Linked DNA regions of Ovis aries: all the other regions are linked to region 1. The links are chromatin contacts, called in public Hi-C maps. All regions are on one chromosome and are shown on one strand. Each heading gives the region's core, a stretch centred on a gene start, on an enhancer-like site or on the middle of the called end of the contact. The rest is flanking DNA. Distances are from core to core; before and after follow the strand shown. Region 1 overlaps NQO1 (NAD(P)H quinone dehydrogenase 1). Region 2 holds the start of TERF2 (telomeric repeat binding factor 2). Region 3 has its middle 12 kb from the start of PSMD7.

Region 1 (4,687 bases), core at 722-3,221:
TCTAAGTTACAGTGTCCAGAACAAGGGAGAGAGTTTTCTTGCTTTACTCCAAGCTGATAAGAGTCCTGCTTTGTCATCTCGTGAGGAGCAAACAGTTCTCAGCAGCCATATACATATAATTAGGCCTGTCAGAGAACTGAACATCATTTATCCCTGCTTAGGGACACAGGAGGACTTTAGAAGTGTAAAAGCAGCTACTGACAAATATATACTACCATGTGTAAATTAGATGGCTAGTGGGAAGCTGCTGTATATAACACAAGGAGCTGGCCTGTGATAACTTAGAGAGGTGGCATGGGGACAGGGAGAGGGTGGCTCAAGAGAGAGGGGATACACACACACACACACACACACACACACACATGGCTGATTCATGTCGTTATATGGCAGAAACCACCACAACATTGTAAAACAATTATCCTCCAATTAACAAATCGCTATAGTTTCTCAATCGCAATACTTATGGTCTTTCAGGAAGACAGCTGATTACTGCTCTTGTGCTCTATTTCATGGTGTCATTGTCCCTTCCTGTACTGAGGCACAATAGTATTTAAAGGCATAGTCTCTGGAGTTTGCCTCTTGGGTAAAGTTCTGGCTCCTATACCGAATGTTTAACCTCTCCATTCCTCAGTTTCTTTATAAAGTGGAAAGAAAACTAGAATGATCCCCTAAGGGTTGTTATAAAAATTACATAAGTTAATCAGCATAAAACTACTTAGTTCCTGGTACACAGGAGCTAAGTGCCTAGTAAGTGTTAACTTTGTGTTAGTCATACTAGTCCTGATACTGCTTTGTTCTGCTGCCTCTGGTGCACTGGATCCATATCCTTTTGCTTTCTCAAATACATGGTCCTTTAATTATCCTCTTTTTTAATTTGTAATTTACTTTTTAATTCTTATTTTTATTTGATTTTTATTTTCTGTTGGAGTATAGTTGACTTACAGTGTTGTGTTAGTTTCAGGTAAACAGCAAAGGGATTCAGTTATATATATATAATTACCCTCTTTCTCCAGCATCAAAACCTTTTCTCATACCCACTAGAATATGAATTTTCTGTAATGTTCCTCATCTCAAAATTAACAATTTTCTTTGACCACACATCCCGCATATACACTATTTCCACTTCCTCTCTTTCCATTCCCTCTTAAATCCATTCCAGTCCGGTTTTATCACCCCACTCTCCAGAAATAGCTCTTGTCATCACCACCAATGGCCTCTCAAAAGTCGATTCCCATGCCTATTTCACTCACTCATCAGCAGTATTTGACAGTCTGAAACACTTTCTTCCCTCGGCTTTCAGGACATGACGCTCATCTCTCTCGCTTCATTGGCCTTTTCTCTTCTCATCATCTTGACCTTCTAACGTTGGAGACCTCTAGAAGTCGATCATTAGATCTCTTCTCTATCATAACTCAATTTCCAGTCGACCCCATCCAGTCACATTGCTTTATATACTCCTACATGTTGACTTTATTCCAAGTTCCTATTACCCAGCTGTCTACTTGACAGTCACAACAGGCATCTCAGACATAACATGTCTGAAGTCAAATTTTGATTCTCCCCTTCCCATCCCCATCTTCTGCCCCAAATACTCTTTCCAGATTCTTCCTCATTTGAGCAAAATGAAATCTCCATTCTTCCAGTTGTTTAAGCCAAAATACCTTTGAGGGTTTGTGTTTTTTGACCTTTATACAGTCTGTCATCAGATCATGTTACTCTGACCTTTGAAATATATCCAGAATCCAGCCACTTCTCAATACAGCTATTGTTATCACTTTGAACCAAAGCATTTGTTGCCATAACAGTTTCCCAACAATTCCTACTTCTCTCATTGCTCCTCATACTTGATCCTTCAGTTACCAGCTAGATTTAAACGTAAGTCCTATGTTACACGTTTGCTCAAAGCCACTCAGTGACTGACTTCCTGTTCCTGCATTTCACAGTGCTTGTAAGGCCCTTTGTGGTCTGTCCCAGCTGTGTGTCTGACCCATCCTTCTCTTGCTTTCTCTGCTTTGGTCACACTAAGTTCCTTTCCCTCCCTAAAACAGACTGATCATGCTGCTACCTCATGGGTTTGTGCTCACATCACTCCCGGTATGCCTATCCTTTGGGGATCCACATGTCTCAGTCTCTTAACGTTATCAAGTCTTTGCTCAAATATAACCTTATTAGATCCTTCTTAATCACCCTGTATAAAACTCGGATCCCATCTCTAACCCTCTTACCTGCTCTTCCTCTCTAGCATTTATCACCTGACTGACATTTGTTCTTCTGTCATGGAATGCAATCCTCCATGAGGATAGGTATTTTGTCTGCTTTTGTATATTTCCAGTGCCTAGAAGAATGCCTGTCCCATTGATTAATCACGATAATTCAGTCAAGTCACAATAAATATTGCCCCTTGGCATATATTTGTTACATTCTGTGTTTTTCTTGATTTCTATACCACTCTCCTGATCCCTGGGTTGGGAAGACTCCTGGAGAAGGAAATAGCAACCCACTCCAGTATTCTTCCTTGGGAAATCCCATTGTCAGAGGAGCCTGGCCAGCTATAGTCCATGGGGTCGCAAAGAGTCAGACATGACTTAACAACTAAGCACTCCTTCCTGGATCATCTTAAATGTCCTTTAAATCCCCTGCTGCTGCTGCTGCTCAGTTGCTTCAGTCGTGTCCGACTCTGTGCGACCCCATAGACGGCAGCCCACCAGGCTCTGGCCGTCCCTGGGATTCTCCAGGCAAGAACACCGGAGTGGGTTGCCATTTCCTTCTCCAATGCATGAAAGTGAAAAGTGAAAGTGAAGTCGCTCAGTCGTATCTCACTTAGCGACCCCGCAGACTGCAGCCTTCCAGGCTCCTCTGTCCATGGGGTTTTCCAGGCAAGAGTACTGGAGTGGGGTGCCATTGCCTTCTCCCTTAAATCCCCTGAGAGAATCTTAATTGGTTCCATTACCATTCAGAATGAAGCAGCCCTATTGGGCAAGCTCTCAAGCCAAGTCACTGTTTAGGCTTCTGGCCACACTTTATCACTGAATCCTCTGATCCCTTCCCTGGTAGATTCCACTTTTGCCTGAAACCAATGAATTTGAGTTTGTTTTATAGAAATGGATTTTATTTGGAACTTTTAGAAATATACATAAAACTGCAGTGAGGATAAAGGCAACAGGAAACATTTTCATGTTTTCAAATTGAAACACCCAGCCATCTGCCATTGTGGATATTGTGGAAAGAATACCCAGTGCTTGCTGGCATCTGGCACTTGAGGTTCTCCTGCCTGACGCCATCATTTCCTTGGCAGGTAAGAGGCAACCTTGCTTTGCATCATTTCTCATGTTTTCTTTCTCTGGACCACAAGAGGGCATTCTTTCATCATTTTCAACTTGGATTATACCAACACTTAGTAGACATGCACCTCAATTATTTAAACAGGAAGTTAGATTATGAATGCCAAAATCCTTCACCAAAGTTAGTGAAACTCTAGGCTTACAATTTTGCCCCCAGATTCATGGAACCAAAACACATCCGTGAAAGGAAAGTCATCAGTTTATAAATGATACGGGGAAAATTTCCAGGTTAGTTATATGGATCAAAAAATGAAGTACTATTTGTGGAAGGCTGTTTTTAGGTATTAGGAGTGCTATTTCTTTTTGTGAATTCAGTCATTATAGCACATGTAGTTATAGCTGTCTTGGTTTATTTGCAGATACTAAATCGGAAGATTGAAGTGAAAAAGATTTTTATTAACTTTTCATTTCAAGGTATCTGTGTTAACAACAAAAGTTGAAGGAAGGAGGACATTCATATAGGCATGGTGGTCATTGTATAGTAACAAAGCTAATATAGATCACAAACAAGCAGAGAGTAGCAATTATTAAACAAGTCCCTTAGGTCAGACAGATTCTGTCATTTCTTCCTCTGAGCAATTCCCTTCTGCCATAAACCACAGAGAGGTAATTAAAGAAAAATAGATCATTGAGGAGTTGGATGCTCTCTAGCCAGATTTATTCCTAAATATATATCCCTAAAGAGAGAGGAATTAAATTGTGTAGAGGGCCTTAAAGAATACTGTCTGGCATCTTTCTACCTTTCTGTCTGGCTTTACATCCTAAGAGCCCTTTTGAGCCTAATCAGATGTTGCCATGATAGCAATCGTAAGAATTGGTTACATTATTTAATAAAGCTATCCCAAAACGTATGAATTTAGTCTGTTCTCTATTATTCATTCCTTATGGAAAAAGAAAAACACAGATCTTAAAAACTAAAGCAAATCAAGGAAGCTCAAAATAGCAACCAAGATTAGGTTACATTCTTAGAAGGAAGTCCAGTCTTGTGAATCTTATTTTATGGCTTTGATCTGATTGTCCATTGGGATGGACTTGCCCAAGTGATGGCCCACAGAAAGGCCAAATTTCTTACTTTTCTGCTCATCCTGCACCTCCTTTTTCATTAAGAATCCTGCCTGGAAATTTAGGTCAAAGAGGCTACTTGGAGCAAAATACAGTGGCATCTCATCCCAAATATTCTCCAGGCGTTTCTTCCATCCTTCCAGGATCTGAACTCGGGCATCCTCGGGAGTGTGCCCAATGCTATATGTCAGTTGAGGTTCCAAGACTTGGAAGCCACAGAAGTGCAGAGTGCCACTCTGAGGATACACAAAGCACAGAGGTGAGTCACAAGTCAAATGCCACAC
Region 2 (4,687 bases), core at 881-3,380, 250 kb before region 1:
AATTGGCTTATCAAAGAATCTGCTTTATAGCTTTTAGCTGATCAGGATGAATTATTACTGGTTTATCTGTAGTGCAGATCAAAGAATACTTTTTGGGAGGGGGTGGGAGGGGAGGATGTTGGTATTTACTCACTCCACTGATGGAGAAAAAAGGAGAACTCTCCCACTCTATAAATGTTTAGCATGTGTGTAAAGGTCGTAGGTCTGGTGTTTAGAAATTACACACAGGCTTACGAAAGAATCTTCACTGGGTTGGCCAAATTAAACAGCAGGCAGTTGTAGAGAAATAAACACAAGTTAACATTTAACCATGAGTCCCTGTTCTTGCTGCTGGGTCTTTCTCAATAGGAGGGGCCTGGGAGAGTCAGTAGGCCCCCTAGCAAGACACTGAGCTCTTCTGGAAACACAGCCACCTACCACTTTTATAAAACACATACTTAATATATGTATTTAAATCCAGAATCATAAACTTTCCTGGCTATTTTTCATGCCCCAACAGCAGTGCCTTCTTTTTTTAAGAATAATACTTTATATTAATCTTCTAAATTAGTTTTATTTAGTTTTTTGGCTGTGCCGGATCTTAGTTGCAGCATGCGGGATCTTTGATCTTCATCGTGGCATGTAAACTCATCGCAATAACATGTGAGATCTAGTTTCCCGACCAGGGTGTGAACCCAGTCTCCCTGCCTTGGGAGCGTAGAGTCTTAGCCACTGGACCACCAGGGAAGTGCCTATAAATTGTAATTTAAATTTATTTTTCCTGTTAACATTTGCCTGAGATTATACCACTAAAGTGTCTGAGTCAGGATTTAAGCCTGTGACTGTCAGGATCCAAAAGCCTTGACTGGGGTCCTCTATGAGTGAGGATTCACTCCTCCTACTTTTTCTCTGGAAGCTGTGAATGTCTGCGGGAATTGATGAGTATAAGGTGAATGATTACTTTGTCACAAAGCTCTGTCTCGCTTATGTATATTAAGTACTCACTGTGTGCTTGTCTCGGGCAAGTGCTGAGGGTAAGGGTATCAAAGGATGAATTATTAGACTTGATCATTACACTTTAAGAAACTTCTAGTTTTTGGAGCTGACAAGTATATGAACATAACACGTGAAAAATAATAAGAAAACACAATAAGCAAGAAGAGATCAAGGCAGCATAGCAAGATAGTTAAATCCATGGGCTGTGGAGTCCAGTTCTTAGCTGTGGGACCCTCTAAGCCTCATTTTTCTCTTTTGTAAAATGAGGATAGCTTAGTGTTGGTAATTGCTGTGAGGGTTAAATGATTTAATATATTGTTAAATGGCTTAAGATTGAACTTGGCAGGTGGAAACACTTATTAAAATGTATTGTTTGGTAAAGCTTAAGCACAGTGAGAATCATACATGCCACCAAATGTCTGGGGTGTTGACACCCCTTTCTTAAATTTTTCTGAGTTGCCCAACTCCAAGAGTCCCATTTCCTTGAGCTGTATTCCTTTCCCTGATGTAGTTATCTTTTGATCCTACTAGAACGTCTCCAGGAAAGAATGATGTGCCAAAGGGACCCCAACCTCTGCTCACCAAAACTTGAGCTGCATCGCAGAGAAGGAAAGCGAAGACTGGAATAGTCCTCAGGACAGGCAGATAAGGAGAATCAACCCAGGAGTGTTTGTTAGAAAATGTCTAGGACCCACTCCCCGAGATTTTCGTTCTGCTTCGAATCCAGTTTCAATACATACTTTACTAATATTTGGATTTAATTATTATCATAGGAAGGGTTTCACATGATTTTATCCTGCAAATCAACTCCCTTCCCAACCCTGCTTATGTATTATTGTTTTCTCCCAAACACTGACTCACCTCCTTCATCCTCAGTCAAGGGCACTGCTTTGATATGCTACAGTGGCTGCCCCCTTTCAACCTTGGCATGAGGATGGATGGGCTCTTTCATCTGAAACCCTCTGCCTTCTGACAGCTGTGCATAAGCTAACACATCTCCTCTCAAACCCACTAAAAACTCACCTCCTTCTGGAAACCTTCCCTGCTTGAGTTCTTTACTTTTGTACTCCTGTCCTGTGCAACAGATGCAACTGGGATTGTTGGGATGTAGACAGACAAGTGTCCTTGTGTCTTGATTGTGCGTTAAGTTATGGTTCTTCCCACTGGGGGTGGCGTGGGCTTGTGGAGAGGGCAGGGACTCTGGAATCTGGCACGAATTTGTACAGCAGCAGCACTCGTGAGTTCTCAAATTCATTCTGGCTGTCCTTTGTCACCTTGGAACTGCTGCTTTTTTTCTCCTGTGTGGTCATCTTCCATCCCTGCTTCTCCAGGCAGCTGTCCCCTCCTCGTTCCACTTTCCTTCTCTCCCAGAGTGGGCAGAGGGCCCTCTTCTAACTTTGCAAAGCACAGCTAAGACTGTCTGTGTGCCCCACCATTTCCTGTAGTATCCTCCTCTGTCAAAGGGGGTTGATTACAGGGCCTTCCTGAATTCCTATAAGAAAGCAGTGCCATCAGGCATGTTCACAGGATTTGGCATACAGCAGATCATGGCAGTTACTTTAGACTGACGGGTTTGCTCCAAACCCATTCCAGCCCTGTCTTAGCTCACTTTCTGAACTTCAGAAGGCTGGCGGGATTAACCTGCATAACATGTCACAAACTCCCTTGCAGCTCCAGTTCTGTTTATGACTTGGATTCCATTTGTGTGAGGCTTTAGAACTAGGAGCTATGTGGAGGAAGAGGCAGGTGTGAAGCATCCATTTTGCTGAGGCCGTTCATGGCCAAGGCCTTCATGATTCTAACAGCAGCTGTGGTGGCAGCTTAGCAGTTCTGAATTTTCCGGACAGTGACAGAGGCTGTGGCTTGCTTGGCACGAGTTCCACAGTATCATTTGGGGAGTGGTTCCTGGATGTTTAGCCTAGAGTCTGTTTCTTGACCTTCTTACTGATTCTGTGAGCTAAAGCCATACCCTTTAATAAGTCCCTTCATGTTTAAATTAGCAAGAGAGAAACCTGCTGTCTGCAACCAAGAGAACTGACGGTTATGTTAAGTGTTCAATAAATGTTATCTGTTATTATCATTTTAAAACTGTGTCGAAAGCTTGGTAATAAGAGCACGTAGTTAGATTTCAGGAAAGGGAATTTTAAACTACCAACTGGATACGACCATGTAAAATGATTTCTGCAGTAGTGCTGTCCCAAAGAGCTATCTTTGACGATGGGGATGTTCTGTGTTTGCATCCAGTATGGTAGCCACTAGCTACACGTGGCTACTGAACACTTGAAATGTGGCTACTATGACTGAGAAACTGAATTTTTAATCTGATTTAGTTTTTAATTCACTTATATTCAAAGACAAATAACGGCATGCAGATGGTGGCTACTGTTCTGGACAGCACAATCCTCAAGTGTCTCAGCCTCACCTTCCAGAAGGGTCTGGACAACCTTCTCTGTCTCTAGCCGGGAAACTTCTTCATTGGTTCTTCCTCAGTCCCCAGTCTCAAGCCTCATGTTGATGATCTACAGAGGTGCAACATTCCCCAACAGTGACAACTTTGATACAAGTTTAGGGTCTCATTGTCCTCAGGTTTCATTCCAGGATTGCAAATTTGCTTTTTTATTTTTTAATATTTGTTTGTTTCTTTGACCACTCTGGGTCTTTAGTTGCAGTACATGGGACCTAGTTCCCCAACCAGGGATCGAAACCCAGGCCTCCTGCACTGGGAGTGCAGAGTTTTAGCCACTGAGCCACCAGGGAGGTCCCGCAAATTGGCTTTTTATTTACAAAACCCAAAAGTTTATGGAAGTGCTTTTGCTAAAATGCAGTCCATATTGAAAGGGAAATTTCACCTTTCACTTAGAGAAAGAAAACCACTTATTATGTTAAATGTATATTTTTTTTTTCCATAACATCTAGGTATTGAGTTTTCAAAAATATTGGAGTCCTTTATCAGTTAGACAAGTGGTTCTCATACTTTGCTGAGTATTAGAATCATTGTAAGAAAGTAACTGTTAATAATTGCAAGCCTTGTAAAGTAAAATAAAAATAAAATTAAAAAAATAATAATAATTGCAAGCCACACTCCAGACCAATTAAATTAGCATTAAAGATTAAAGAGAACCAAAATTTTATCTCCAACAATCTACTTTTTTCAAAATTAGATTCCTATGTTAACTACTAATTAAAAGTTAATAAAAATATAAGAAAAATAATGATAGAATAATTTATAATGATAGGATAATAATTTATTGTGAGCTAAGATAATTATAGACCTGTTATTCAAAGCCAAACTTTTTTTCCCATTTTGGTTGACTGGAGGCCACACAGAGACTGTAGTCACAGAGCCATCATCCAATAATTCTGGGAAGCTTCTGGAATACAGGCATTCACAAAGAGTACAGATTTCAGGGATTTCCCTGATGGTCCAGTGGCTAAGACTCCACACTCCCAATGCAGGGGGCCTGGGTGGCTTCCCTGGTGGCTCAGAGGTTAAAGCGTCTGCCTGCAATGTAGGAGACCTGGGTTCAATCCCTGGGTTGGGAAGATCCCCTGGAGAAGGAAATGGCAACCCACTCCAGTATTCTTGCCTGGAGAATCCCATGGACAGAGGAGCCTGGTGGGCTACAGTCCATGTACAGTCCATGAGGTCACAAAGAGTCAGTCACGACTGAGCGACCTCACTTTCACTTTCACTTTTTCAGGGAACTTGATC
Region 3 (4,687 bases), core at 1,561-4,060, 200 kb after region 1:
GATGGGCTCTCTCTTCTGTGATTAAATTACCAAAGATTGGGACCTGCTTCTTGCTTACTGCCTCTATTGCCTTCTTGGCTTGTGTACTTTTCTTTAAAAAGAAAAAAAAAGGTATGTATGTATGTACTTATTTGACTATGCCGGGTCTTAGTTGCGACACAGTGTCTTCGATTTTTGCTGCAGCGTGCAGGATCTTTAGTTGCGGCATGTGGCATGTATTTCCCCAACCAGGGATTGATCCCAGGCCCCCTGCATTGGGAGTGTGGAGTCTTAGCCACTGGACCCCCAGGGAATTCCCTTGGCTTGTGTACTCGGATGAAGCAAACTGCCAAGGTGGTGAGGCCCACATGGCAAGGGACCGAGGGCCTCTTCGTGTCAGTAGCCAACGAGGAACCGAGGCCCTCGTCCGACAGCCTGTGAGGAACTAAATCCTGCCAGCAGCCACGTACTCCTGAACCTTGAGACAGCAGCAGCACGGCTGACACCTTGATTGCCACCTGTGAGTGTCGGTGAGCAGCGGACCCAGCTAGGCTGTGCCTGGGCTCCTGACAGAAACTGTGAGAACTAATGTATATTATTTTCAGCAGTTTAAGTTTATGGTAATTTGTTATGCAGCAGTAGATAACTAACACACTATCCTAGCTCAGGTGAAATGGTCTTGGATTAGCATGTCTTATATGTACCAGGTCCTGAATGTGGCAATGATTTTTTGTCTTTTTTTTTTTTTGGCTGCACTGCACAGCATGTGTGGATCTTAGTTCCCTAACCAGGGATTGAACGTGTGCCCCTTACAGTGGCAGTGGGGAGTCCCAATCCCTGGACCAGGGAAGTCCGTGGTCATGATTTTTAATAATGAGAGCCTTGGCATGTAGTTCAAAAACAATCACACCAACTAGGGATAAAGGCAGAAAGGTACCAGCATCACTCTCCTTCCTTTTCTTGGGGAAAGAAAGTACTTGGGAGTGGGAGTCCTTTCAATCCCCACCCTGAGCCCATGGCCTGAAATCACTGCCCGGGTGGTACTGATGGCCTCAGAGGCCTTGGGTCTGGCCGAGCCTGCAATGGTGCTCTGTTTTGGGGTTGTCATTTGTTATTATTTGGGCAAGAGTCGGCACGAGTCTTGTCCAGACACTCAAGGACAATTTTGGGTTCGTTCTCTGTATAATCACAGGGTGAGCAGTAGGTAGACGATGCCAGTACAGCAGTGAATGCGTCTGGAGGACAGGCTCTGCTGTTCAGGACTCCCACTGGGGTTGGTTCAGGGGCACGTCTCCCGCCTCAGTGACGCCTCCCTCACGAACATCTGGGCCTTGGTGAGTTGTGGGTGTAGAAGCACTCTTTTCTCCTGGGATGGAATGCATTTCATCCTTGAACTTTGGGTTTTATAGTCATGGTTATTTGCCTCTTGGGATTGGTTCATGTTGGTTAAAATATGGGGCATATGGGGTAGGGGAGGAGTAGCTCATACATTCAACTCTGGCTTTTAGCCCATCCCTACTCTTGAACAAGGGCACAGATCCCTGAGGTGCCAGTGTCTGCCTTGAGGTACAGGGAAGCCCCAGGTTAAGTATATTTTTCCCCCAGCTTTATTGAGATATAATTGACATAATGTGTTAGTTTAAGGTGTACAATGTGGTGATTCATGTACATGTCGTAAAGTGATTGCCACAGTGAGGTTCACTGACACACCCATCACCTCACGGAGTTCCCATTTTGTTGTTGTTGCGACCATTTAAGTCTGCGTTGTGGTGAGAACTTTTAAGTTCGACTCTCTTAGCAACTTTCAAGTACAGGATACAGTCCCAGAGTCTTATCTGCTGAGGGGATAAAGCCAGGGTTGAAAATGAAGCAGAGGGGATAATAGATGAACTGAGGCTGTTGATTGGGTATTTTGGTTAAAAGTTAAGCCAGATTATCACTGATCAGACGCTAGCTGTAGCATACAGATAGAGGTAGATACTGGTGCTATGTTGCAGAGAAGGACGACGCTTTGTGGGTCGTAATAGACACATATGTATGAGAAGAGATCTTAAGTTGGGAAAGGACTGATCCACAGAGTGCTGATGGTAAGGCAAAAAAGTTAGTAGTTTTATCTACATTAAATAAAGGTTGTCTAACTTGCATATATGCAGAAACTACCAATTTCTTAAAAACAGATTCCCAGAGATTCTAATGCAGTAGGTAAATTGTATAAATTTACAAAGAAATAAATGATATCTGAAAAGGGGTAATAAATGCTCCCTATGCACTGTAGCTAAATGATTTTACTACAGTTTATTATCATCTGTTTTCTTCAGGTTATTTTTATCTATTGTATCCATATTTGGGTAATACTATGTTATGCTGTGCTATATGCATCTTTTCCCAATTCATGTTGGCCTTGAAATCAGCTGTGTTGGGAGTATTTACACCAGGGAAATTGGCAAAGGCCACAAATCAATACCCTTCCTCCTCTTTTTTAGAGACCTGGTTGTTATACATTTACCAGCCCTTCACTGGATATGGTCCTTAAAGAAACCAGGAGTGGTATCAGTAGTGAGGAAAATCAAAGCATGAACTATCTGAAGGGCAGAGAAAACTTTATCTATTTATCATAGAGTACATACAGCAGGGGTGAAGCTGTGGCAACTTGACCCAATTTTTTGCAGCAAGATGCTCTCTAGATTCCTTCAAAGCCTAGCCTAGATGGTTGCAGCCAAAAGCAGAAGTGGTGGGAAGCAACTTTGGGGAAGGTTCCCAATTCCATGATGAACTGGAATGTGAACCAGTGTGTCACTTGCTGAGATGATATTAGTCAATGGTGCCATCTAGTGTTGAAGTACAGATTGGCTCCAAAGAGGGACGCTTGGAGGAAGCTTGCTCTTGACTTAGGCCTTGGAAACACACTAACACGGTTTCCTCTATTTTCTTTTTCTACTTCATTTCCCTACTTCTGGAGTCATTTTCTACCCACTCCTCCAACAAGAATAGCCACTGGTGTTTTCTTGTTATTTTTTATTTTTTTGAAAGATATGAATTCGGTGTGGTTTCCCAGCAAAAGAGAAATGCCAAGAGTTGAAAGGCATAGATATGGAAACCAGCACTTTCCTGTATTATGTATAATCTGGAATGAATTTGCTTAGGGAAGTTGTAGAGATCTTCTCTTGTGGGTCACATAATTCAGATGCTTCTCTGCTTTTCCAGCATGTCCCAGATATCCTTCCTATTTCCTGTGACAGGGGCACATGAAGTCATCAGCATGTTGTAGCATAACAAAGAACCCAAATTCATTCTGAAGTCTTTCTGCTTCATAGATATTTTTGTAGAAAATAGCAGAAGGAAAGTCCTGTTCATGACTTCCAAGTGAGTAGGATCTTTCACTCTTTTATGAGAACTTGTGTTAATAAGTCTTTTATTTGAAGTGAAGGTAATTGTATATGATCAAGTTCTCAAAGCTGGAGAGTCCTCCAGAAACTGGAGTAAGATTCTGGGATTAATTCCCACTGGAAAGGCTGACTGCATCATGAGCAGTGGAGTAAGCAGTATGGTAGTCCCTCAATGAATATGACTTCCTTTTTTCCCCTTTGGTGATTGATGATCTGTGTAAAATGAAAAATCATTTAACTAATTAGTGGGCTCAAAGCTGTTATTCCACCCTGACAGTTTTTAACCTTTTCACTAAGGATAACTGACCTGGAAGTTTGGGACTATTTCAGATGTTACTTATCAAACAGAATACCAGTAGGGAATCGAAGCTATACTCTCTGTAATGTGTGTAGCTGGAGTAGCCTGAACTGTTATTGTGAAACCTTTCAAAATGGAAGGAAGGGAATGTCACAACTCTGGATACAAAGTCCGAAAATGGGATTAGACTTTACCCAGGATACTTTTTCAGTGTTCAAAGAACAAAAGTAGTTTAGAAATCTCATCTTGAGACTGCTAAGCTATCTGAACACATGACTTTATTTTAGGTGAGGGTCATGGGTTTTGCAGTCAAGTCAGCTGCTATTTATATAAGCAAGCCTTCATCAACAAACAGCCTTATAAAGCTCACTGTCTTACATAGGATGGCAGCAATTTTGCTTGAGAAAATGAGCCTGCGTGACTCTAGAGGCGACATACACTTTTTGTTAGAAGGAAATGAAGATCCTGTTAGTAAGGTCAAAGTCAGTTTTGTCCATATGCAGGTCCAACTGTTAAATATAACAAGGCCTGGGTATTCCCATGTTCCTACATATTCAATAGACATTCCAATTTATCAAACGGTGACAAACTTAAAAGCTTGTGACATTGTCCTTTTAGACCCTGGGAAAGCTTTTTAAGTGCAGATCATTCTTCTGAAGGTGGATCTGATCCTGTGTGGTCCTGAGTTGCCCCCACCCCACCTCCACCCTACATAAAGGACTCACTCTTTGGGATAACTTTCTCCTTGTCCCTGCTTGGCCTCAGGTCCATGGCATCTCTGGTCTTTGCTGCCTACCCTGGTGAAAGGTTCCCTTTCTCACACCAGTCTGCTCTAAACATGGCAACAAGATCTCAAAAAACTTTTAATAACACACTCTTGTCATTTTAAATGCATCTCAAGCTTTGAACTATGTATTTCAAATTTCTTTTACTTAGATGTATTGGGAACAACCCTCTGACTTTTGACTGCCATAACAGACAAAAAACTTCTCTAGCTCTTTTCCCTTTGCTATTTCTTTTTATC

The links. A called contact is a pair of places that touch in the nucleus more often than the background predicts.
Region 2: a contact with region 1 is called in a Hi-C map of liver, with 3 times the contacts expected there. The contact joins the promoter of TERF2 here to the enhancer-like site in region 1. A contact is called at or near these places in 3 of 16 Hi-C or Micro-C datasets (liver, skin fibroblasts and tail adipose tissue).
Region 3: a contact with region 1 is called in a Hi-C map of liver, with 11 times the contacts expected there. The contact joins two enhancer-like sites. A contact is called at or near these places in 4 of 16 Hi-C or Micro-C datasets (hypothalamus, liver and tail adipose tissue).

The regions. Positions count from the first base shown.
Region 1 is chr14:36,334,675-36,339,361 of ARS-UI_Ramb_v3.0, forward strand. NQO1 (NAD(P)H quinone dehydrogenase 1) reads right to left here. Exons shown (of 7, transcript XM_012190046.5): 7 at 3,717-4,639. The coding sequence ends at 4,591. Among named protein-coding and RNA genes, the nearest start is that of NQO1, 15 kb to the right of the region's middle. Within about 2 kb of position 1,972, at least 7 of the 54 cell types and tissues checked have an H3K27ac peak or open chromatin away from gene starts, as enhancers often do. A contact at or near this core is called in liver, where this site is marked.
Region 2 is chr14:36,085,870-36,090,556 of ARS-UI_Ramb_v3.0, forward strand. It overlaps TERF2 (telomeric repeat binding factor 2), which reads right to left and starts at 2,131. Exons shown (of 11, transcript XM_060398448.1): 1 at 1,999-2,131.
Region 3 is chr14:36,530,316-36,535,002 of ARS-UI_Ramb_v3.0, forward strand. No RefSeq gene overlaps it. Among named protein-coding and RNA genes, the nearest start is that of PSMD7, 12 kb to the right of the region's middle. Within about 2 kb of position 2,811, at least 4 of the 54 cell types and tissues checked have an H3K27ac peak or open chromatin away from gene starts, as enhancers often do. A contact at or near this core is called in liver, where this site is marked.